3 separate regions of the Sus scrofa genome follow, and all the other regions are linked to region 2. The links are chromatin contacts, called in public HiChIP or PLAC-seq maps. All regions are on one chromosome and are shown on one strand. The core of a region is the stretch at or near the end of the contact, and the rest is flanking DNA. Distances in the headings are between cores, read along the strand shown. Region 1 holds the start of RGCC (regulator of cell cycle). Region 2 overlaps VWA8 (von Willebrand factor A domain-containing protein 8). Region 3 overlaps NAA16 (N-alpha-acetyltransferase 16, NatA auxiliary subunit).

Region 1 (3,735 bases), core at 150-2,649, 130 kb before region 2:
AGAGCAGGAGGGAGGGAAAGACAGAAAAAAGAGTTTTAATAAGGGAGGTGGGGAAAAGAAGAGAAAAAGACGCCCAGGCCTTGCCTTGTTGCTTCAAGGACCTGGGTTATCTGCTCCCTTATTTGGAGCCTCTTCCTCCTGTCTGCTCTGTTTGCCTTCCGCTGGGCAGAAAGCGAGGTTGTGTTGTCTCTGAAGCCAAACAGATGGGCCTTTCCATTGCTGTGGGACTCGTGTGCTACTTAGCCTCTCTGTGCCTCAGCTTCACTCCTAAACAAGCAGCAGTGCTGCTTCTCCAGGTTACTGCGGACCTGGCAAAAGTGCCTGCCAAGACCTGACCCAGGAAGCCCTTGATACCCTGGCTAAGATGCCTGGCTTCCCTCTAAAGCCAGTTTGTGGGTCAGAGACCCTGGCAGCCAGGTCCAAGAGCATGATGACTGTCGGGCATTTGACGTGTGTCTAGTACACCCGAGGGACCGAATTTTTCAAGGGGTTTATTTTGATTGCTTTGTATGGAAGAAGCCACCTGCGGCAAGCGCAAGGGCTTTCACCATTACGACTGGTGCCCCGCCAGGCGGCTGGGCGGGGTGACTCAGTGTGGGACACAGAGACGCGCCGCGTTCGCGCTGCATCTACGCAGGGATTTCTTTCCCTAACAAACTCTTTCCGCATAAAGTCGGGGCTGGTGTGAACGCCCAGGAGTGGAGTCAGGCTCCGGGCTTCGGGATGGGAGCGGCTAAGGGTTCATAAGGACGTGGCACCACCGACCTCTGTCCCTCTGGCCGCGGGCTCTGTCCACTCCATCTGCCCACAACCCTCGAGTCCCTGGAGACGATGGGGACAGGAGGCGCGGGGGACCGCCCCCTGCGTCCCCACACGGGTCTGGGTCTTCCTCGGCTTTTGGCCACTTTATTCTTCGCCACAAACCCCGGAGGATCAGGATTTCCATTGCACAGACGACGAAACTGAGGCGCGAGGAGCTTAAGGGCACAGGGCGGGAAGCAGCCGAGCACCAGCCTTCAAGTCTTTGGGGCTCTGGTGACACCAAAGCCACTTTCGTAGGTCGCGTTGTCAGGGCACGCGGGGAAAGCGCCGGGTAAATATTTGGGACTGTAACCCGGACTCCGCGTCACTGCGGTTCCCGGGAGGGCGCGTGGCGAGGGCGGTGCCTGGGGGACAGGGGCGTCTCCTGGCGCAGCGGAGGGGACTGACCCGGAGGCCCAGCTCCCGCGGCGCCGCCCCGCCTCGCCCCGCCCCGCCCCCGCCGGCGGCTATAAGACCTGGGGCGGCGGGTGGCGGCGGCCGGGGAAAGAGCGGGAGGGCGGGCGGTGTAGGCAACCGCGCGGCGGGAGTGCGGCCAGTGGAGCGGACGGGCAGAGCAGGAGCGCGGCCAGGAGACGGGGCAGCGGGAGCATCTGCACGATCCCCGCGCCCAGACTTCGCAGGAACCCACAACGCGCGCCGGGCCGAGCCCGCCCATGAAGCCGCCCGCGGCACAGGGCAGCCCCGCGGCCGCCGCGGCCGCAGGTGAGTGGGGGTCGCCTTAAAGGCCGGGCCTTTGAGAGTTGGGGGCTGAAGCAAGGGGATCCCGCGTAGTCCCTTTACACCCTTCCCCCAGCCTCCCCGGGGTGGGTGGGGGGGACTTGCCCCGGGAGGGTTCAGCCGCCTCTCCACGCGGGGCTGGGGATGCCAGCCCGACACGTCACGGGCGCATCCTGACTCAGTCCTCCCACCGCCACCGGGGAGTGAGCGGGGGGGACAAGTACCCGACAGAGTGTGGGAGAGGTGGGCTGTGTCGGTGGGCTCCGTGACCTTTGGCCGGCAACTTTTCCAGCGGAAGCTCAGTTTCTTTAGCTCTAAAATGGGTGGATAGTAGAGAGCGCTTTAGGGGGTGATGGAGAGTCGTAAAGGGTAACAGCCAGCAGCGGGCAGCGACAGCGTGGCTGTCCCCGGGCAAACGCGCAGCGAGTGTTGGTTAGCGATCCTCGGGGAACGGTGGCGGCCCCCCCCACCCCCTTCACCTGAGCCCGCGGTCCCTGCCCCAGCCCCGGCCTTGGACTCGGCTGCCGCCGGGGACCTGACGGACGCGCTGTGTGAGTTTGACGCGGTGCTGGCCGACTTCGCGTCCCCGTTCCACGAGCGCCACTTCCACTACGAGGAGCACCTGGAGCGCATGAAACGGCGGAGCAGCGCCAGTGTCAGCGACAGCAGTGGCTTCAGCGACTCGGAGAGTAAGTGTGGCCCGGGCCAGGGAAGATGTCAGAATCCTGGGGACTCCGCTGTACTCGGCCCACCGAGGAGAGCCTGGCCTCGCGGGCTCGGTTTGCTTAGTTGTAAACCGATTCTCTAGGACGCTAGGAGCCTCCAGGGCGGCGGGTTCAGCGGAGACCAGACCCCCGAGGTTGGTCCCCGAAGGCTCTTGGAGGGCAGGCTGGTTTATCTGTCGCCTGCAGATGTCAGGAAGCAGGAGACTGTAAGGGCTTGCCTGAGACGCAGCCAGGCAGGACTCCTGGGACCGGAGCCAGGGCTCGTCACAGCTCCTTCTCCTCCTCTCCTTTCCCCTCCACCCGCCTCTCAGCAGTGTCTTCAGAGGGCGTGGAGCAAGTGCCACAAGAATGGGGTCAGAGGAGACATGGGAGGGTACCATATGGAAATATTTGTGAAACCAGGAAAAGTTTCATAAGCTCCCGTCCTTGGGATTTTTGAAATGACTTCTTGCACTTTCTTCTGGCCCTGAGCTCCCAGGCTTGTTGCTCCATTGCCCGCAGTTTTGAAAGAATCCTTGGCACTGCGGAGTTCAAGTATTTAGAAAGTGTCCCTCATCCTTCAGGCAGGCCCATCACTGGGACTGCTGGCTCTGACCCCACCCCACCCACCCACCCAGGCTGCAGGGGGAGGGGCAGGGAGCAGATGGGTCCAGAGCTGCTTCCTGGTGGCATTTCTCATAGTGGAGTCTACCCTAGGGACTCTCCATCCTAAACCCTCTTGTCAAGAAAAGGGACTACTGAGAATTCCCATTGTGTCTCAGTCCTTAAGAACCTGACGAGTATTCATGAAGATGTGGGTTCCATCCCTGGCCTCCATCAGTGGGTTAAGGATCTGGCGTTACCATGAGCTGCAGCATAGGTTGCAGATGCAGCTTGAATCCTGAGTGGCTGTGGCGTAGGCTGGCAGCTGCAGCTCTGATTTGACCTAGCATGGGAACTAAAGAGCAAACAAAACAAAACAAAAAACAAACAAAAAAAAGAGAGAGAGAGAGACCACTTTTCCCAGGAGTTCAATGTCCTGTAAGGATTATGGAGACCTGTTGAGGTGTCAAACAGAGAATTTGGTGACTATTCGATATTCTGTGACTGTTGGTTTTCCCAACCTGGATTCCTTATTATTTTGCAAAGTGAATTTTAAACACGTCTGGTTATTCTTGAGACTTCACTCTCAAGATGGGTTCCAAGCATGAATGTCACTCCTTTTTTCTGTCCTGGACTCTGAAAGTAAAAGCAATGACCTTGTGATTTTCCTTGTGATTCTCTTCTTTTGAAATCTGAAGCTCTCCCCCCTCGTTACAGGGCAAAGATAGGTCCCAGACTTACCACGAGCCGTCCTCCTGAAAAGGATTACAGGGCCCTTGCCATCCAGGTCAGGGTTTGAGTCAGAGACTTGAGTTCCAGCTTGACTTTCCTTGGCAGCCCTGCCCCAGGGTTAGATCTAATTGCAGCTTTTGAGGTGAAAGGGAATGGA
Region 2 (3,762 bases), core at 110-2,609:
CTTCATGGATACTAGTCGGGTTTGTAACCCACTGAGCCACAATGGGAACTCCAGAACTGCCTTTTCAACTTCTGCCATGAGGTGAACATATAATCTCAGATAAATCATTTAATCCTTCTAGGGCTCAGCCTTTTTAATTATTTTAATTTTTTTGGTTGCGCCTGTGGCATGCGGAACTTCCTGGGCCAGGGATTGAATCTGTGCCACAGCAGTGACCCAAGCTGCTTCAGTGACAATCCTGGATCCTCAACTCTCTGAGTCACCAAGGAACTCCCTTGGGGCTTAGTTTGCACATCAGGATTGGCCGTGTGATTTCTGAGGTACCTAAAGTTATTAACAATGCCAAATATCATGGGACTAACACATACATACTTCTGTATAAAACAGATGATTAATAAGAACCTACTGTATAGCATAGGAAAATCTACTCAATAGTTTGTAATAGCCTATATGGGAAAAAAGAATGGATATATTTACATGTGTGACTGATTCACTTTGCTGTATGCCTCAAACTAATACAACATTGTAAATCAACTATACTCCAATAAAATTAAATTTTAAAAAAGACACGTCAAAGATAAAAAGAACAGCAAATAGTTACTGAGTGCTAATTTATTTATTTTTTTTTAGGGCTGAACCTGCAGCATATGTTAAGTTCCCAGGCTAGGGGTCGAATCAGAACTGCAGCTGCCAGCCTACACCACAGCCACAGCATAGAGGATCCCAGCCACATCTGCAACCTACACTACAGCTCACGGCAATGCTGGATCCTTAACCCACTGAGTGAGGCCAGGGATTGAACCTGCGTCTTCACGGATACCAGTCAGGTTCGTAACCTGCTGAGCCACAATGGGAACTCCCTGAGTGGGAATACTTACCATACGCTAAAATACGCCTGGATGATGTATATTAATATTTGCCATATGCTCTACACATGGATTAGCTCATTCATCCTTACAGCTCCCTTTTCCAGAGTTATCATTCCCATTCAGCGTGAAAAGACTGAGGCTTGGAGAAGTACAGTAAGTCACTCACAGTCACACGGCTAATACCGAGTGGAGACAGGATACAAAGGCTGGTCTCTCCAGTTTCAGTATTGGTCCTTTTATGAGTTTTGCCAGCTTGCCCCCGTTCCGTGATTTACCATAATAAACAGGTGTGAGTCACTCTTTCAAAAAAGAGGACATTAGTCTGGGACCGGAAGAGTGAACTGGATATAAGCCACGATTTTGCTCCTTGGAGGAGAGGAAGTTTGGCTCCTTCCTTCAGCGTTTGTCTGCCCTATCTCCCTTCCTAGCATCTGGCAGGGAGGAATGGCCAGCCTGACTTGGTAAAGGCCAGGATATCCACTGGGCTATTTTCCAAGTGTGCAGTCATTCTGCATTAGATGTGTAATAGGCTCCCTGGTAGTTCCTGCTTTGGGGAAGCCGGCTGACCCGTTTCTGACTTCTCTCCTTGAGGGCGATCCAGCCGGTCTTGTTCTTTTTCTTTCTGCTCTACCTCGCCTGTGCTTGTACCTGAGAGGGGAGGTCAGGCTGGGGCTTCTGCAGGGAGGCCTGAGGGTTTAAGGGAAGGAAGCAAGAAGACCCACTTCGGTCACAAGACCTAAGTTTTGTTTGTTTTTATTTCTCCCGCATCGAGGATAGCTGGGTACTGGTCCACTTACTAACAACTTGGGTATATATTACACTGGTACTTTGGGTCCTTTTTGCCTAGTTTTCTTATGTTTACAGCTCCCTTGGTTTGGAATCCTGATGAGAGAATGTGTAAGCAATAAGTAAGACATTCCTAAGCCCTAGGGTAATATAATCTGATATCCTTAAGATCTCAGGTTGCCTATAACAAGTACAGAGACTGAGTCAGTGACTTCAAAAATATCCACAAAAGAAAGCTCAGGCCCAGATGGCTTCATCATTGAAGCTTACCACACATACAAAAGAAGAATTAATAACAATTCTTTGTAAGAATCGTTAGAATTGTTCACAAGGACCACTTTTCGACTGATTCTATGATGCCCGTATGATCCTGATACCAAAACCAGAAAAAGACATCAGAGGAAAAGGCTACAGATGATTATCTTTTATGAATAGGGATGCAAAAACCCTCAACAAAATAATAGCGAACCTAAATGTAGCAATATTTTAAAAAGGATGATACACTGTGACGAAATGGGTTATATCCCAGGAATGCAAGGTTGGTTTCACATGAAATTCAATTAATATAATACACCAGATGAAGCAATGAAGGGGAGGAAACCACGTGGTCATCTTAAAAGATGCAGAAAAGGCATCTGGCATAATTCAACACTCCTTCATGCTAAGAACATTCAATTAACTCGGCAGGAAGTGAACTTCCTCAAACAGATAGAGGGTGTCTACAAAAAACCCACAACTAGCATTATACTTAATGGTGACAGACTGAGTGCTTTTTTCTTTGATGAGTAAAAGGACAAGGACGTCCATGCCACACCAGTTTAACATGGTACTGGAGAGTCTAGCCAGTCAGGTAAGAGACTGAAACGAAAGGCATCCAGATTGGAAAGAAAGAAGTAAACCTACCTCTATTTGCAGATAACATAGTTTTGTATATATAGAAAATCCTAAGGAACCCATTAACACTATTAGAACTAATACACAAGTTCAATGAGATTTCAGGATACAAGGGCTCAATGATAAAAGTCAGTGGTATCTCCATACATTAGCTATGAACAATCGGAAAATGAAGTTAAGAAAACAATTCCAATGACCATAACATCAAAAGGAATAAAAGAGTGCAGAACTGACACTCCAAAAACTATACAACATTCTCAAAAAAAAAAAAAAATTAAAGACCTAAACAAATAGGACATCCATGCTCATGGATCAGAAGACCTGTATAGATTGCTCTACAGTCTGAATATTTCTGTTCCTCCCAATTCACATGTTGAAATCTCTTTTTTTTTTTTTTTTTTTTTGTCTTTTTAGGGCTGCACCTGTGGCATAGGGAAGTTCCCAGTCTAGGGGTCAAATCGGAGCTACAGCTGCCGGTATGTGCCAGCTGTGGCACTACAGCCACAGGCATGTCAGATCCGAGCCAAGTCTGTGACCCACACCATAGCTCACGGTAACACCGGATCCTTAACCCACTGAGTGAGGCCAGGGATCGGACGGGCATCCTCATGGGTACTAGTGGGATTCGTTGCCCCCGAACCATGACAGGAACTCCATATGTTGAAATCTTAATGCCTGATGTGATGGTGTTAGGCAGTAAGGTCTTTGGGAGGTGCTTAGGTCCTGAGAGTGGAGCCCTCGGGAATGGGATTACTGCCTTTATCAACGAAATCCCAGACAGCTTAACCCTTCCGCTGTACGAGGACAACATGAAAACATGCTGAACCAGGAAGAGAGTCTTCACCAGCTTGAACCACGAACACTCTGCTGGCTTAAGTGGTTTAATTTTTTTTAATTATTGATAATTTAAAAAATTTAAAATTATTGATAATTTGGTAAGTATAATACATACTAGGACCCAGGAGAAATAAGTATGAGGAAAACACAGTCCCTGGGGAGTTCCCATTGTGGTGCAGTGGAAACGAATCTGACTAGTATCCATGAGGATGCAGGTTTGATGAGCTGGGGCGTAGGTCGAAGATGAGGCTCAGATCCCAGCTATGGTAGGCAGTTCTTTTTTTTTTTTTTTTTTTTTTTTTTTTTGACTTTTTTTTTTCTAGGGCTGCTTCTGAGGCATATGGAGGTTCCCAGGCTAGGGGTCTAATTGGAGCTG
Region 3 (3,607 bases), core at 973-3,472, 200 kb before region 2:
ACAGCCTGAAAAGTTAAGTGCTGTGAAAATAGCGCTTTTCTTTTTGTGTGTGTGTCTTTTTTTTTTTTTTGCCTTTTCTGGGGCTGTTCCTGCAGCATATGGCGGTTCCCAGGCGAGGGGTCTAATAGGAGCTGTAGCCGCCAGCCTACGCCAGAGCCACAGTAACGCCAGATCCAAACCTCCGAGCCTCGGCTGCGACCTACACCACAGCTCATGGCAACGCCGGATCCTTAACCCACTGAGCGAGGCCAGGGATCGAACCCATAACCTCATGGTTCCTAGTCAGATTCATTAACCACTGAGTCACAGCGGGAACTCCCGAAAATAGTGCTCTTCAAAATAACTAGTTTAATTCATTGTATCTATTTGCCTTCCTTGGCTGAGGAGGGAGAGGGAAGGAGATAATCCAGAGTATTAAACAGAGAATGCTAAGCAGATTTTACTTCTGTTTTATTTTTGTTTCATTGGATTATTTATTTTTATTTTTAATTTTTTTTTGTCTTTTTTTTTTGCCTTTTCTAGGGCTGCTTCCTGTGGCATATGGAGGTTCCCAGGCTAGAGGTCTAATCGGAGCTGTAGCCACCGACCTACACAATAGCCACAGCAACACCAGATCTGAGCTGTGTGTGCGACCTACAGCACAGCTCATGGCAACGCCGGATCCCTAACCCACTGAGTGAGGCCAGGGATCGAACCCGCTACCTCATGGTTCCTAGTCGGATTCGCCAACTGCTGAGCCATGACAGGAACTCCTATTTTTATTTTTTATTGAGATATAATTGATATATAATGTGTTAGTTTAAGGTGTATGTTTTGTTTTGATACATTTAAATATTCTAATATTACCACTGTGGTGTTAGGTAACGCCTCCACTAGGTCACGTGATTATCATTTCTTTTTTAGAGTGAGAACATGCACGTTATTTAGAAAAAATCCCATTTATCAGATGCAGTCTGATCTTGGTGTTTTTATTCATTATTTTAGCAGTGTTTTTTTGGACATCAGTTTTTGTGTGAATCTGCTACATCTAGTGAAGAATTAGCATAACATCTCTGTAGTCAGATAATTTGTTTTATAAGTTGCAGTACTAAGCAGGCACATTAATGATTGATAGACTTTTTCCCCCTAAAGGAAAGACTCGGCTGGAGGTGGGGGGAACTAAAGAATTATTTGAAAATAAATGGGAAGAAGAGAAATTATTTATTTTTGTGAAATAGTTTTATATATAAAGAAAAAATTATGTGATGTGTAAATGGTAAGTAATTTTGGCATGTAGTGTGTGACTGTGTGGTTGAGTAGCTGTGTGGGCTTCTGGTTTAGACTGTGCCTTCATACAGTTCTAAATAAAAGGGTACAAAAGGGTTTTCAAGTCAAAGTCTTTTTCATGTCCAGTCACCACGGTTTTTTTTTTGGGGGGGGGGTTGTCTTTTTGCCTTTTCTAGGGCGGCTTCCTGCGGCATATGGAGGTTTCCAGGCTAGGGGTCTAATCAGAGCTCTAGCTGCTGGCCTACACCACAGCCTCAGCAACGCGGGACCCGAGCCTCGTCTGCGACCTACACCACAGCTCACAGCAATGCCAGATCCTTAACCCACTGAGCAAGACCAGAGATTGAACTCACAACCTCATGGTTCCTAGTTGGATTCATTAACCACTGAGCCACGACAGGAACTCCAGGGTCACCAAGTTTATTTCCCTGGAGACAGCCACTGTTGGTTTATTCTTCCAGAAGTACGTCATGCATATAAGCCAAAGTTCCTGTCTGAGGGTTTATGTATGGTTTTATTTTCCCCCTTTTGTAGAGAAGTAACAGATTCCTTTGTACCTAGTTTTCCTTTTCACTTACCTCTATACCTGGAGTTCAGTCCTATGTCAGTACATAACGCCTTCCTTATTCTTTCTCATAGCTAGAGCTGCACAGTTGAAATAACAGCTTATGGGAGGAGAAGCTTTCCATATTGTGGATACTTACGGGCTGAGTACATTGGGGTTTTTTGTTTGTTTGTTTTTCTTTTTTGGCCACCTCACAGCATATGGAAATTACCTGGCCGGGGGCCAGGGATCAGATCCCAGCTGCACTTGCTACCTACACCACAGCTGTGGCAGCGCCAGATCCTTAACCTGACCTGCTGTGCCAGGCTGGGGATTGAGCCAGTGTCCCAGCACTCCAGAGACACCATGGGTCCTGTTGTGCCACAGCGGGAACTCCTCTGAAACTACTTGTGATTTTTAAGGAAGTAATGATGTATATTCAACTCAGAGTGGAATTTTATGTGGTCTTGGTATACTTTGTATGTTCATCTTTTGAAAACCACAAATGATCAAAGCTGCACGAAATTTCATTCGGGTTAAATGTTCATCATTACTTCCTAGTTTCAGAGGGAGTTCCCTGTGGCCTTGTGATTAAGAATCCGGTATTGTCACTGCTGCAGCTTGGGTGCCTGCTGTGGCTCGGATTCAGTTCCTGGTCTGGGAACTTCTGCAAGCTGTGGATGCAGCCCCCCAGAAAAGTAGTTTCAGAGATCAAATCTTCTAGCATTTTCTCTGATGTAAAGACTAGGGATGATCTGAAAACAGTCTTTATAATAAATTGAAGTAACAAACTTTAAACCTGTTTTTATATTCAATAAATTTTTCGCTTAATAAAATTCAAATTTTTCCTTCCAGTTTTTGACATCAGGATTATGTTGAGCATGCATGTTTTGTTCAGTACTGTCAGTCATAACCAATAACAGTAACCACTTGGATTGTTGAGTATTTTGGTACAATGTGATTCATAAAGAATGACCTTGGAGTTCCCATTGTGGCTCAGCAATAACAAACCCAAGTAGTATCCATGAGGTTGTGTGTTCAGTCCCTGGCCTCACTGAGTGGGTTAAAGATTCTGCATTGCGGAGTTCCCGTCATGGCGCAGTGGTTAACGAATCTGACTAGGAACCATGAGGTTGCGGGTTCGGTCCCTGCCCTTGCTCAGTGGGTTAACGATCCGGCGTTGCCGTGAGCTGTGGTGTAGGTTGCAGACGCGGCTCGGATCCTGCGTTGCTGTGGCTCTGGCGTAGGCCGGTGGCTACAGCTCCGATTCGACCCCTAGCCTGGGAACCTCCATATGCCGCGGGAGCGGCCCAAGAAATAGCAAAAAGACCAAAAAAAAAAAAAAAAAAAAAAAAAGATTCTGCATTGCCCTGAGCTGTGGTGTAGGTTGCGAACACGGCTCTGATCTGGCATTGCTCTGGTTGGTGTGGCTGGCGAAGACTGGCAGCTGCAGCTGTGATTTGACCCCTACCCTGAGAATTTCCATATGCTACAACTGTGGCCCTTTTCAGGCATGACCTAAAGAAAAGGAATGACCTTAGTTAAGAAAGGTCAGTTCAGTAGTCTTAGTCTTACTTTGACTTAAAACGCTCATGGCATACATGTCTCTCTTTTTTTTTCCTTTTTTTTTGAGTGAGCAAATCTGTGTCCTTATGTGTTAATCTTACTGTCAAAAAGGTTAGAGCCTTTGTATTAAATTTTTGTTTTCAATTTTTTCTGCTTTTAAAAAGTAACACAGATATTTTCTGGTAAGTGTTTAGCAGTAACAGGAGATTTATTTACTTGGTGTTACCAATG

The links. HiChIP or PLAC-seq counts read pairs in DNA pulled down with a chosen protein or histone mark.
Region 1: a contact with region 2 is called in an H3K27ac HiChIP or PLAC-seq map of alveolar macrophages. The contact joins the promoter of RGCC here to the enhancer-like site in region 2. A contact is called at or near these places in 12 of 47 Hi-C or Micro-C datasets (alveolar macrophages, embryonic fibroblasts, heart right ventricle and 6 more) and 2 of 2 datasets of contacts at active chromatin or transcription factors (alveolar macrophages and skeletal muscle).
Region 3: an H3K27ac HiChIP or PLAC-seq map of alveolar macrophages shows a contact between it and region 2, with 4 times the contacts expected there. The contact joins two enhancer-like sites. A contact is called at or near these places in 19 of 47 Hi-C or Micro-C datasets (adipose tissue, alveolar macrophages, brain and 12 more) and 2 of 2 datasets of contacts at active chromatin or transcription factors (alveolar macrophages and skeletal muscle).

What each region holds. Positions count from the first base shown.
Region 1 is chr11:25,494,087-25,497,821 of Sscrofa11.1, reverse strand. It overlaps RGCC (regulator of cell cycle), which reads left to right and starts at 1,399. Exons shown (of 5, transcript NM_001244227.1): 1 at 1,399-1,524; 2 at 2,043-2,228. The coding sequence starts at 1,476.
Region 2 is chr11:25,365,523-25,369,284 of Sscrofa11.1, reverse strand. All of the region lies in intron 37 of VWA8 (von Willebrand factor A domain-containing protein 8), which reads right to left. Among named protein-coding and RNA genes, the nearest start is that of RGCC, 130 kb to the left of the region's middle. Within about 2 kb of position 1,359, at least 27 of the 83 cell types and tissues checked have an H3K27ac peak or open chromatin away from gene starts, as enhancers often do. A contact at or near this core is called in alveolar macrophages, retroperitoneal adipose tissue, skeletal muscle and 1 more, where this site is marked.
Region 3 is chr11:25,563,921-25,567,527 of Sscrofa11.1, reverse strand. The region is part of intron 8 of NAA16 (N-alpha-acetyltransferase 16, NatA auxiliary subunit); the gene reads left to right. Among named protein-coding and RNA genes, the nearest start is that of NAA16, 30 kb to the left of the region's middle. Within about 2 kb of position 2,222, at least 1 of the 83 cell types and tissues checked has an H3K27ac peak or open chromatin away from gene starts, as enhancers often do. A contact at or near this core is called in alveolar macrophages, where this site is marked.